2 separate regions of the Drosophila melanogaster genome follow, and region 1 is linked to region 2. A link is a contact called in public Hi-C data. All regions are on one chromosome and are shown on one strand. The core of a region is the stretch at or near the end of the contact, and the rest is flanking DNA. Distances in the headings are between cores, read along the strand shown. Region 1 holds the start of sbm (sobremesa). Region 2 holds the start of CG11590.

Region 1 (4,679 bases), core at 962-3,461, 400 kb after region 2:
GCAAACTATTTTCGCCTGTGGACAATAAGCGAGCAAGTGCCGCAATTGCTGACCAGGCGGACTAATAGATGCGAATTTAAATGCGCTCTCAAGATTCTATATCTGCAGCATTCGTTGCAAGTGCAAGTGGATATGAAAGTAATTTCGATATAGGTTTGTGCTGCAATTCTTTAGGTAATCAAATATATATATTTTAGTATAACTCTATTCAAATTGAAGCTATAACTTATAACTATCTAGTCTTGAAATATTTTATAGTTCGTATAATACAGTTTCTACATATATTTTTTTTCTCAGTGCACCGCATTGCGTGGCCAAATTATGTCAAGTGCAAAATGCAGTCACGCCAACCAACATACCGCCCACATGCCACCGCACCACCCATCCAGTTTAGCCCACCCACCCACGCAGTGAGGAATACCAACACCATACCACTTTTGGCGTTGCCTTGACTTTGTCCTTGACTCGCTTGGCTGCAACTTTTGGGCTTTGTGGGCTTCCGGCTGCCAAAGAATCTCGGTTAAGCCGAGCTCCCTTCGCATTGAAAAAGCCGGCTTTGGAACTATTATTAGACCGCTGCCAGTGATAGTAATGCCATGGCAGCGCCTAGTGGCAGGCAACACCTGGCCATCGAGTGCCAATTGGGGGGGGGGGGGGGGGGAATCTATCTTTGTATCTGTATCTGGAAACATGAATGTACCTACAATTGCCTAAGGGGTTGGGGTACAGTCGACACCCACTGATAAGCAACCCTCGGCAGCTTTTAACGATTGCGTAACTGACAATGGAAAGCGTGGGGGGATTGGTGGCCAAGTTTAACCATCGTTAAAATTGCCTATAGGGGCAATAACGTAAACAACCACAAACGAAAGTGAAATGGGTAATTGCCAATATCTACATACATATATAGTACATATAGCTTCCAATATGTAGAAGTTATTTGCAGCAATAGGTTTTTAAGGGAGTGAAGCGATTTTGGGATCATCCTTATAGGATATCATGGATATATCTAAAATTCTAATATCTGTATAATTTACATATATCTGAATCCAGCTAAACTTTTGCATCTGAATTTTGTATCACAACTTTTATCCCCAAAAATAACAAGTGCTGTCTGCAGAATCGAATCTTTATATATCTACATATATTTGGACTATCTTATCGAGTGTTGTTTATGGATTAATTGCACCCAAAAAATCAATGAATATACTTCCAATCATATGTTAAGTTCTCACATAAATCATTTAGCTAGTTTACGATTGTTTTAAGCTCACGAATTTAATTTGTTGGGAATTTTGGCAAATGTTCTACGAAAGTCTAAAGTCAATTTCATGGTGAAATCTTTTAAGCTACATCTATTAAAAAGCAAAAATGTCATAAGCAAATGCCAATCAATAGAGTCGCATTTTTAAGTTTTCTTTCTTTTTATCAAAACAACTGTCCGTCTTGGGGATAAAAGTCTTTATGTAGTGTCCATTGGTCTTTCTTATCAAAGAACTTATTCTTCAAAGTGAAATTTTCGGGTCTTTTAATGATTTTTCCAAAAGAAAAATTGGGGGAAAAGGAAAAATCTATTTTTGGGCGGATGTGCTGCAAATGCAATGTTAATGCTGCAACTTTTTTGAACTTGGCTTTCGGTTTTGGGTTGATTAGAACAGCTGTTCTGCTGCAATCAGCCACATACCAGCGCATTCACGCCCTCACACACACACACACACACACACACACAAACGCACACACACAGACACAGGGGTAACCGTTAGCCGGTCAGTAATTTACCGTTCTTCTTTTATTTTTGCACATGCGCATGCGCGTCACACACAAAAATTCACACGAAAAAAAAAGTTTGTAGAAAAGCGGAACAGAAACGCGAAAAAAGCACGCACACCTGCCATCACATGCTGCAACTCGAGCAATTGTTTGCCCGCTCACTTAGCACCGCAGAAAGCCACGAGATGGCTTGGAAATGGACATAATGCGAGTAATCATCACTAATTGGCGCAAACAAAAAAAATAAAAAAAACAAATTAAACAAAATATTTAACAGAAAAAAAAAACCCTAACGGAACTAGCGAACGATAACGATAACTCACCATTGGCGTGAATATGATTTGTGTTGTTTGGTTGGACATGCTGATACATGACTTGCTACAGTGCGCCAATGTCGTCACTTTCATGTCACTTTAAACACTGCGAGAGAATGAAAGCGTCGCCCTGCGGCTCTGCGTATTTATAAGGCGCCGGGCAGTAGCGTCATCGCCATCGGACTGCTCATCGTTATCGGTATCGGAATCGCGCCTCTTCCTCTCCGCACACACATCTTCGATACATTTCTCCAACCCTGCGACACAGGCTGCACTCGCTATGCGTGCCAAATATGACCGCCCACGGAATGCACTACTCTGAACATTTCAGTGGGGAGTCAACTGTTCGTATTCATCGGGGCAAACAGCAATGGGCAAGATATTAGCATTCCTTTTTCAATCTGTTAGAAATGCCTTGAAAGAGCGATTTAGAGCTTAAGCTTAAAAAGCGACTATATTTGTTTGTTAACTAATGTAGAATATGGCTAATACCTCCCTTTTTTGTTGTTTATACAAATGATTGATAACTATTACTCTAATAGGCAGAGATACCGCACAAAAACTGCGCGTGGCTTAATTTGCTATTAGTAATTACACTTGAAAGCCGTTTTTTTTTTTGCATATATTTCATAGCAAAATGTGTCGAAAAGATAGGTTGCAACTTCAAGGGTGTTAAAAGGTGATTCATATGCAACAACAAATAATAAATTGTTGTGTAAAAGTCAAAAACACCTGCCGATTAATAATAATAATGGAAACTTGGGCATTTGGGAAAATACGTAAAATTAGAACTCATCTTGAATGACTTTTTTGCCAGCTGGTCGCCAATATAAATATTTTGCTTACTTAAATATATATAATAAGCAATAATAACATGAAATATGTAATAAATTACCAAAGACTGAATTCAACCGCCGAAAATGACGATAAACGAAAAACTTCTTTATGGGCCACCACTTTTGTATTTCATACCGTTAATTTTCAAAATTTACAGTATCCTTGCTAGTTGCGCGCAAAACTAATGAATTTGTAAAACTGAAAAACCGTTAAATTATTTGAAGAGTTTACCTTACCTTGAAAAGTTTGCCTTATCCTGGGCAGTTCGGAAACTCCATTAAGTCCAGTAATCCTTTCGTTTCCTATAAATATTTAGATCTGAAATCATTTTGACAATTCAAACGCGGAAGCCACCAAAACAAAAAACATGTGTTTGAAAATCGAAGTTTTTATTAGAGTGTGGCAACGTTATAAACTCCGATAAGCAGAGATGCCACCTAGACAGCTGCCCGCCAACCAATTAAAATTCAAAACAAAGTTTAAAATATATTCACGCAAGACTAAAAAGCGTACAGATTTATGCATATACAAACTAAATTATGCATGAAATGCAATTTACAGAAACGAATGGTACTTTTTTAGAGGAAAACCTCCTTATTTGTTATCCAGAAGTAAACTTTACAGTGGCAGCGCTAGCTAACAAATGGCAGCACCAACAAATACCCCAGTGTGGCAGCCTTCCCAATCCCGCCAAATATTTTAAAATTCAAAAGTTGTGCTCTGCTCTGTACAATATTTATTAATTACTATTTTTGCGAGTCATGCATGCATCAAAGTGCTTCTTACACATAAATTATTGCTTACTGGCGCTCTGTTTGATTTCGAGACGGCCCTAGTACGTAAATTGTTCACAAATGCTTAAACTGGGCTGACAGGAATCCTAATTTAGCGAATAATACAAGTCGTATATATATAGATTACGTAGATTACATGTATAGATATTTTCGTGCGTTTGATTTCAAATTATCAATTACCGATTGCTTTGTAACGATTGAAGTTAATTAAATAAATTAAATACAGCTAGTTTGATTTTAACTGCTACAAAATCGGTTAATATGACATTAAAAAAAAAAAAAACAAAAAAATTGTGTTTAAGAGACAATGACACGATTTGATTGTTTTCAGCTGTTAATAATTTCTTAGCTCTAGAATCTTGAGACTACACACAGGATGTGGTATTGTTATTGGCTGGAGGATTACGCGCAAGTACGCGCTCTCCGTTGGAAGCGCTTCATGCGTCGATACCAGTCCTCCTTCCATTCGATTACGATCGAGTGCGGTCCGATGCCCAGGTAACCGGGTGGCGCCTCCGAGTCCCGACCCAAGATCAAATAGGATCTGTAAAATAAGAGGTTTGTAATAAGTAAAGAAAATTTTCCATATATATATCGCTCTTTGATATTATCACAACATTTTTGTCTTTTTCTCGACTGTCATTATTCATATATGCTCGCACCTGTTTACTCTGATCCTGGGGCAGCGGCACTCCAGGTCCTTAGTCGGTATGATCCAGGTCATAGGACCGCGTTTTAGGGTTGTATTCGGCATTCCGTACACGTTCCCCGCGCCGCTGCTTTCGCCTGGCCTGCTGCGCTTGAAGACGGCCTGGATCTGCAGATCGAAGCGCTCCATTTCGCTGCCTCTGGGATTGGGATTGGGATTGGGATAGTCCGCCGCCTGAAACTCGTACACCCCCGTGATCGGAGATCGGGCCGATCCCGGCTGCACCTGATCCATTTCGTAGTCCGCCACGTCGGG
Region 2 (4,504 bases), core at 32-2,531:
TGTCACAAGATCAGCATTAACGTGCTGAACGCCCAGGACATTGTGGTGGCGGGCAGGTCGCGTCAGCCGCAGAAGGCGTCGCATCCATGCGCCCATGCCCACTGCCATGGACTGTGCCTGCAGGCGGACTACGGTTACGAATGCATGTGTGGCAATCGTCTGGTGGCCGAAGGCGAACGGTGTCCCCATGGCTCTGGCAATGAGGTGGCCGTGTTGGGTGCGGTCAACAGCCTGGAATTGGAACATGAACACGAGCAGAACGGTCACTTTCACTGGCTGATGGCACTGTTCGTCCTAGCCGCCGGATCACTGATCGCCGGACTCGGGTACATGTACTATCAGTACCGGCAGCGCGGCCACACGGATCTCAACATTAACATGCATTTCCAGAATCCGCTGGCGACGCTCGGCGGCACCAAAGCGTTCCTGGAGCACGAACGCGCCGAGGCGGGAGTCGGCTTCACCACGGAAACGGGAACGGTGTCCAGCCGCGGCAGCAACGACACATTCACCACCACCAGCGCCACGTCCTCGTTCGCGGCTCAGCAGTTTAGTGTGCCGAATGCGCTCCAGCGACTGCTCCGTCCACGACAGTCGGCGTCCGGCGATCCGATGGCTCAGGAATTGCTTCTCGAGAGCCCCAGCAGAGTGAGTAGCGATGGGGGTCAGATGGCCGTGGAAGATATGTGACGATTGCCCCCTTACTACTATCGTCTGCTCAACAGGAAAGCAAACTACATGCGCTGGACGGAGGTGGGGCCGGAGGCGATGGCGATGGCGGACGCGGAGTTGGGCGGCAGGTGCCGGACATCCTGGTGGCTGACATGGACGACGATGCCGCCAAATCAGCCGGACAGTTCGGGGGAAATTACGCAGGCAATGATGCGAATGCACGATTTGTGTCGTAAATGAGTGGCAGTGGTTATTTATTTATTTTATTATTGCTGCTGTTTGCTGTTTATTATATCTATGTATTTATTGTAGCGTTAAAATGATATTGTATTTAAATGTTAATCGGTGATTGGAGTTTATATAGCTAGCAAAATATTAAAAACTAAATCGAACACATGCGTTTTTTTTTTAAATGGCATCTTGTGGCCCGAAAAAGTTTTTTTTTTTGTTTATTTTTTATAGTTTTGAAATCTATTAAAAAACGAACCGTTACTTTTCTCTTCAAGAAAAAAAATACCGTTAACATAGATACCTAAAATACTACATTTTATGTTAATCCCACTTGTCTCGTGCGCAGGAGCCCTAATGTTAAACATCGCATTTGACTGGAATGTCTGGCAACGCCGCCGACTGTGGCACTTGGTTTTTTGTTTCATTATTGTTTTGCTTTTCACCGTGCAAAGTGCATCTGAATGCAATATCGCATCTCCGCCAGTTGCTTGCCCCTTCGCTGGTCGCTGGTGCGCAACCTGTTGATCGCTGCCAGCGTCACCACCGCCATCGCCAACCCGCCGGCATTCGCCACAGCGAGCAGTCACAAAAGTTGTTGCTTCTCTTCCAGTGCCGCCAACGCCAGTTCCAGTACCAATTCGAATTCGAATTCCAATTCCAGTGAATGCTCCAAAATGGGCGACCAGCAACAATCAGCGGCGACAGGCAATGCCTATCAGTCGGGCAGCAGCTCGGTGGCATTTGTGACCACTCCGGATCGGGAGTCAGCCAGAAAGCTGGGCCGCAGCATCGTTGAGTTGAAATTGGCCGCATGCGTGAACATTGTGTCCCAAGTCGAGTCTATCTACAAGTGGGAAGGCGAGATTAGCGAGGACTCCGAATATCTGTTGATGATCAAGACGCGCACCAGCCGCATCGACGATCTGAGCAAGTTCATCCGCGAGAATCATCCCTACAGCGTCGCCGAGGTCATCGCGCTGCCCATCCAGAATGGCAATCCGCCGTATCTCGATTGGATCGCGCAGACGGTTCCCACAAAGGCCGAGAGCAAAGACTAAATTCAATTTGCAGTCCATTTAATGGAAATAAAACGGTTATCTGGAAAATTAATTTATTTTTTTAAAAATTAACAAGGGCTTTATTTTCTAGCATTGCCACTCTTTGTTTAGCTGTAAACTTTTAATGTAATTTAAATGTTTTGAGAAAATGGAAATGGACATTTGATCACATAATCATAATTATTGTATCTTGCAATATATAAAGCTTAGTTATTCCATTTCAAATACAACTTACCATCTTATTATGCGGTTACAAGTTCTACCAATAAATTAAACAAAACAAAATGCAACAAAGAAAATAATAAGTGGAAAAACGAAATAGATATAATTTTACAGTTGCGCACATGCACATAAATATTTCAAGCTAAATAATATTTAAAAGTAAGTATTTAAAAACTAATTTTCTGCATTAGAATAAAATGTAAATTCGTAACGACAATTAACCCAGAGTGGCATTACTGCTGTCCAGCATTTTTTTTTTTAGCGGGATGGCAGCCCCGCCGATCAGCTGTGCCCAAGAACGCCAACGCGAATGAATCGTTTTTGCGACAACGAGCAAGACTCGCGAAATAGCCAAGGAGCAACAGACTAACCAGCACAACAGGATGTCCGACGACGACGAGTCGGGTGTCCATCGGCTGGAGGGCACCGCTGGCCAGGAGACGCGCGGCGGCCTGGTCATCCGGAAGCCCAAGGATGCCGGCGCTGGCGGTGGCGGTGGATTCAAGGTGCCGCAGGGATCGATGTTGGGCCTGGACAAGCTGGCGGCCAAGCGACGGGCCGAAAAGGAGCGATCCGAGCGACTGATCTCCTTCAAGGACAGCGAATTCGATGACACCGGCGGCGGGAGCTCCACGCCGCAGGCCAACGCCTCTGGCGCTTCCAGTGAGTTTGCCTTCAAGAAACCGGACACCAAGAGCTTCGAAAAGCTGCGCGGCCAGCTGCGCGAGCACAAAGACGATACACCCTCGCACACCGGCGGCGTTTCCGAGAAGGCACGCGAGCGTCTGCGCGAGCACATCCAGCGGGACAGAAAACGTGGCCCAGTCAGCAGCACAGCGGCAGAGGGCAGGGACAGGGATCGCGACTGGGATCGTGACCGACGCAGGGACCGGGACAGAGATCGGGATCGTGACCGCGACCGGCGCCAACACAGAGAAAGGGAGCGCGATCGGCACCGCAGCTGGGATCGGGATCGTGGTCGTGATCGTGATCGTGATCGCTCCATGTCCGAGCGCAGTGTCCATACGCCGCGTGAGCCGGGAACACCAGGCGGCAGCAGCGGTGGCATATCCAATAGCTCGTGGGACGACGAGGACGGCGAGTTTGGACAGCGCAAGTCGGACTGGGATATGCCAACGCCCAGACGCCATGGCAACAAGTCGGGTGATTGGTCAGTGCGGAGCGGCGGCAGTCGGCGTAATCACGGACGCCAGGATGACACTGTCCGGCCAACGCCAGCGCATCGCTACAATCAGTGGGCACACGGTCGCAAGCGAAGCGGCGCAACGCCATGGGGCGAGGATCCCGAATCGCTGGATCTGTGGGAGGAGGAGCAGCGTCGCCTCGACCGCGAGTGGTACAACATTGACGAGGGCTACGACGATGAGAACAATCCATTCGGTGGCCCCAACTCCGAGTACTTTCGCAAGCGCGAAGAGCAGCTGGAGCAGAAGAGAACAAAGAGAATCAGCGCTCAGCAGCGCCAGAATAACCGTGACAACGAGTTGTGGGAGCGCAATCGTATGCTCACCTCGGGCGTGGTCACATTGATCAGCGTCAACGACGATTTCGATGAGGAGGCGCTGGAGCGAGTGCATCTCCTGGTGCATCACATAATACCGCCATTTCTCGACGGCCGCATCGTGTTCACCAAGCAACCGGAGCCGGTGGTGCCCGTCAAGGATCCCACCTCGGATATGGCACTGCTGGCGCGCAAGGGCAGCGCCCTGGTGCGCAACTATCGCGAGCAAAAGGAGCGGCGCAAGGCGCAAAAGAAGCACTGGGAGCTGAGCGGCACCAAGCTGGGCAACATTATGGGTGTACAGCGGCCGCAGGACGAGGACGATATGCGTTTCGACAAGGAGAAGGACAAGGCCGACTATCGCAAGGATCAGAAGTTCGCCGACCATATGCGCGACCAGGATACGGGTGGCAAGAGCGATTTCTCGCGCAAAAAGACCATCTCGGAGCAGCGCCGCTTCCTGCCCGTTTTCGCATCGCGTCAAGAGTTGCTCAACGTTATTCGCGAGAACTCGGTGATCATTATCGTGGGCGAGACGGGCAGCGGCAAGACGACACAGCTAACCCAGTATCTTCACGAGGATGGCTACAGCAAGCGTGGCATGATCGGTTGCACGCAGCCGCGTCGTGTGGCCGCCATGTCGGTGGCCAAGCGAGTCTCCGACGAGATGGACACCCAGCTGGGTAGGCAATTTACTCTAGAAGTGTTTAGGAAGCGCTCTCTTTCTTTCTCAATGTTTCTCAATCTGTGTGAAAGAGTGATTCCTAAACAGTCAACCATGAAATTCCAATCTTTGCTT

The links. Hi-C and Micro-C count contacts between places; a contact is called where the count stands out from the background.
Region 1: a Hi-C map of the Kc167 cell line shows a contact between it and region 2, with 4 times the contacts expected there. The contact joins the promoter of sbm here to the promoter of CG11590 in region 2. A contact is called at or near these places in 2 of 107 Hi-C or Micro-C datasets (both in the Kc167 cell line) and 1 of 6 datasets of contacts at active chromatin or transcription factors (the Kc167 cell line).

The regions. Positions count from the first base shown.
Region 1 is chrX:14,600,369-14,605,047 of dm6, forward strand. sbm (sobremesa) reads right to left here and starts at 2,212. Exons shown (of 9, transcript NM_132738.2): 1 at 2,094-2,212. The coding sequence starts at 2,142. It overlaps NetA (Netrin-A), which reads right to left. Exons shown (of 7, transcript NM_001298314.1): 6 at 4,378-4,679; 7 at 3,644-4,259. The coding sequence ends at 4,118.
Region 2 is chrX:14,198,897-14,203,400 of dm6, forward strand. CG11590 reads left to right here and starts at 1,282. Exons shown (of 1, transcript NM_132717.2): 1 at 1,282-2,011. The coding sequence starts at 1,365. The coding sequence ends at 1,961. It overlaps yl (yolkless), which reads left to right. Exons shown (of 5, transcript NM_206710.2): 4 at 1-648; 5 at 726-1,062. The coding sequence ends at 908. Prp16 (pre-mRNA processing factor 16) reads left to right here and starts at 2,466. Exons shown (of 4, transcript NM_132719.3): 1 at 2,466-4,388. The coding sequence starts at 2,567. mir-4917 (mir-4917 stem loop) reads left to right here and starts at 649; the gene lies at 649-725.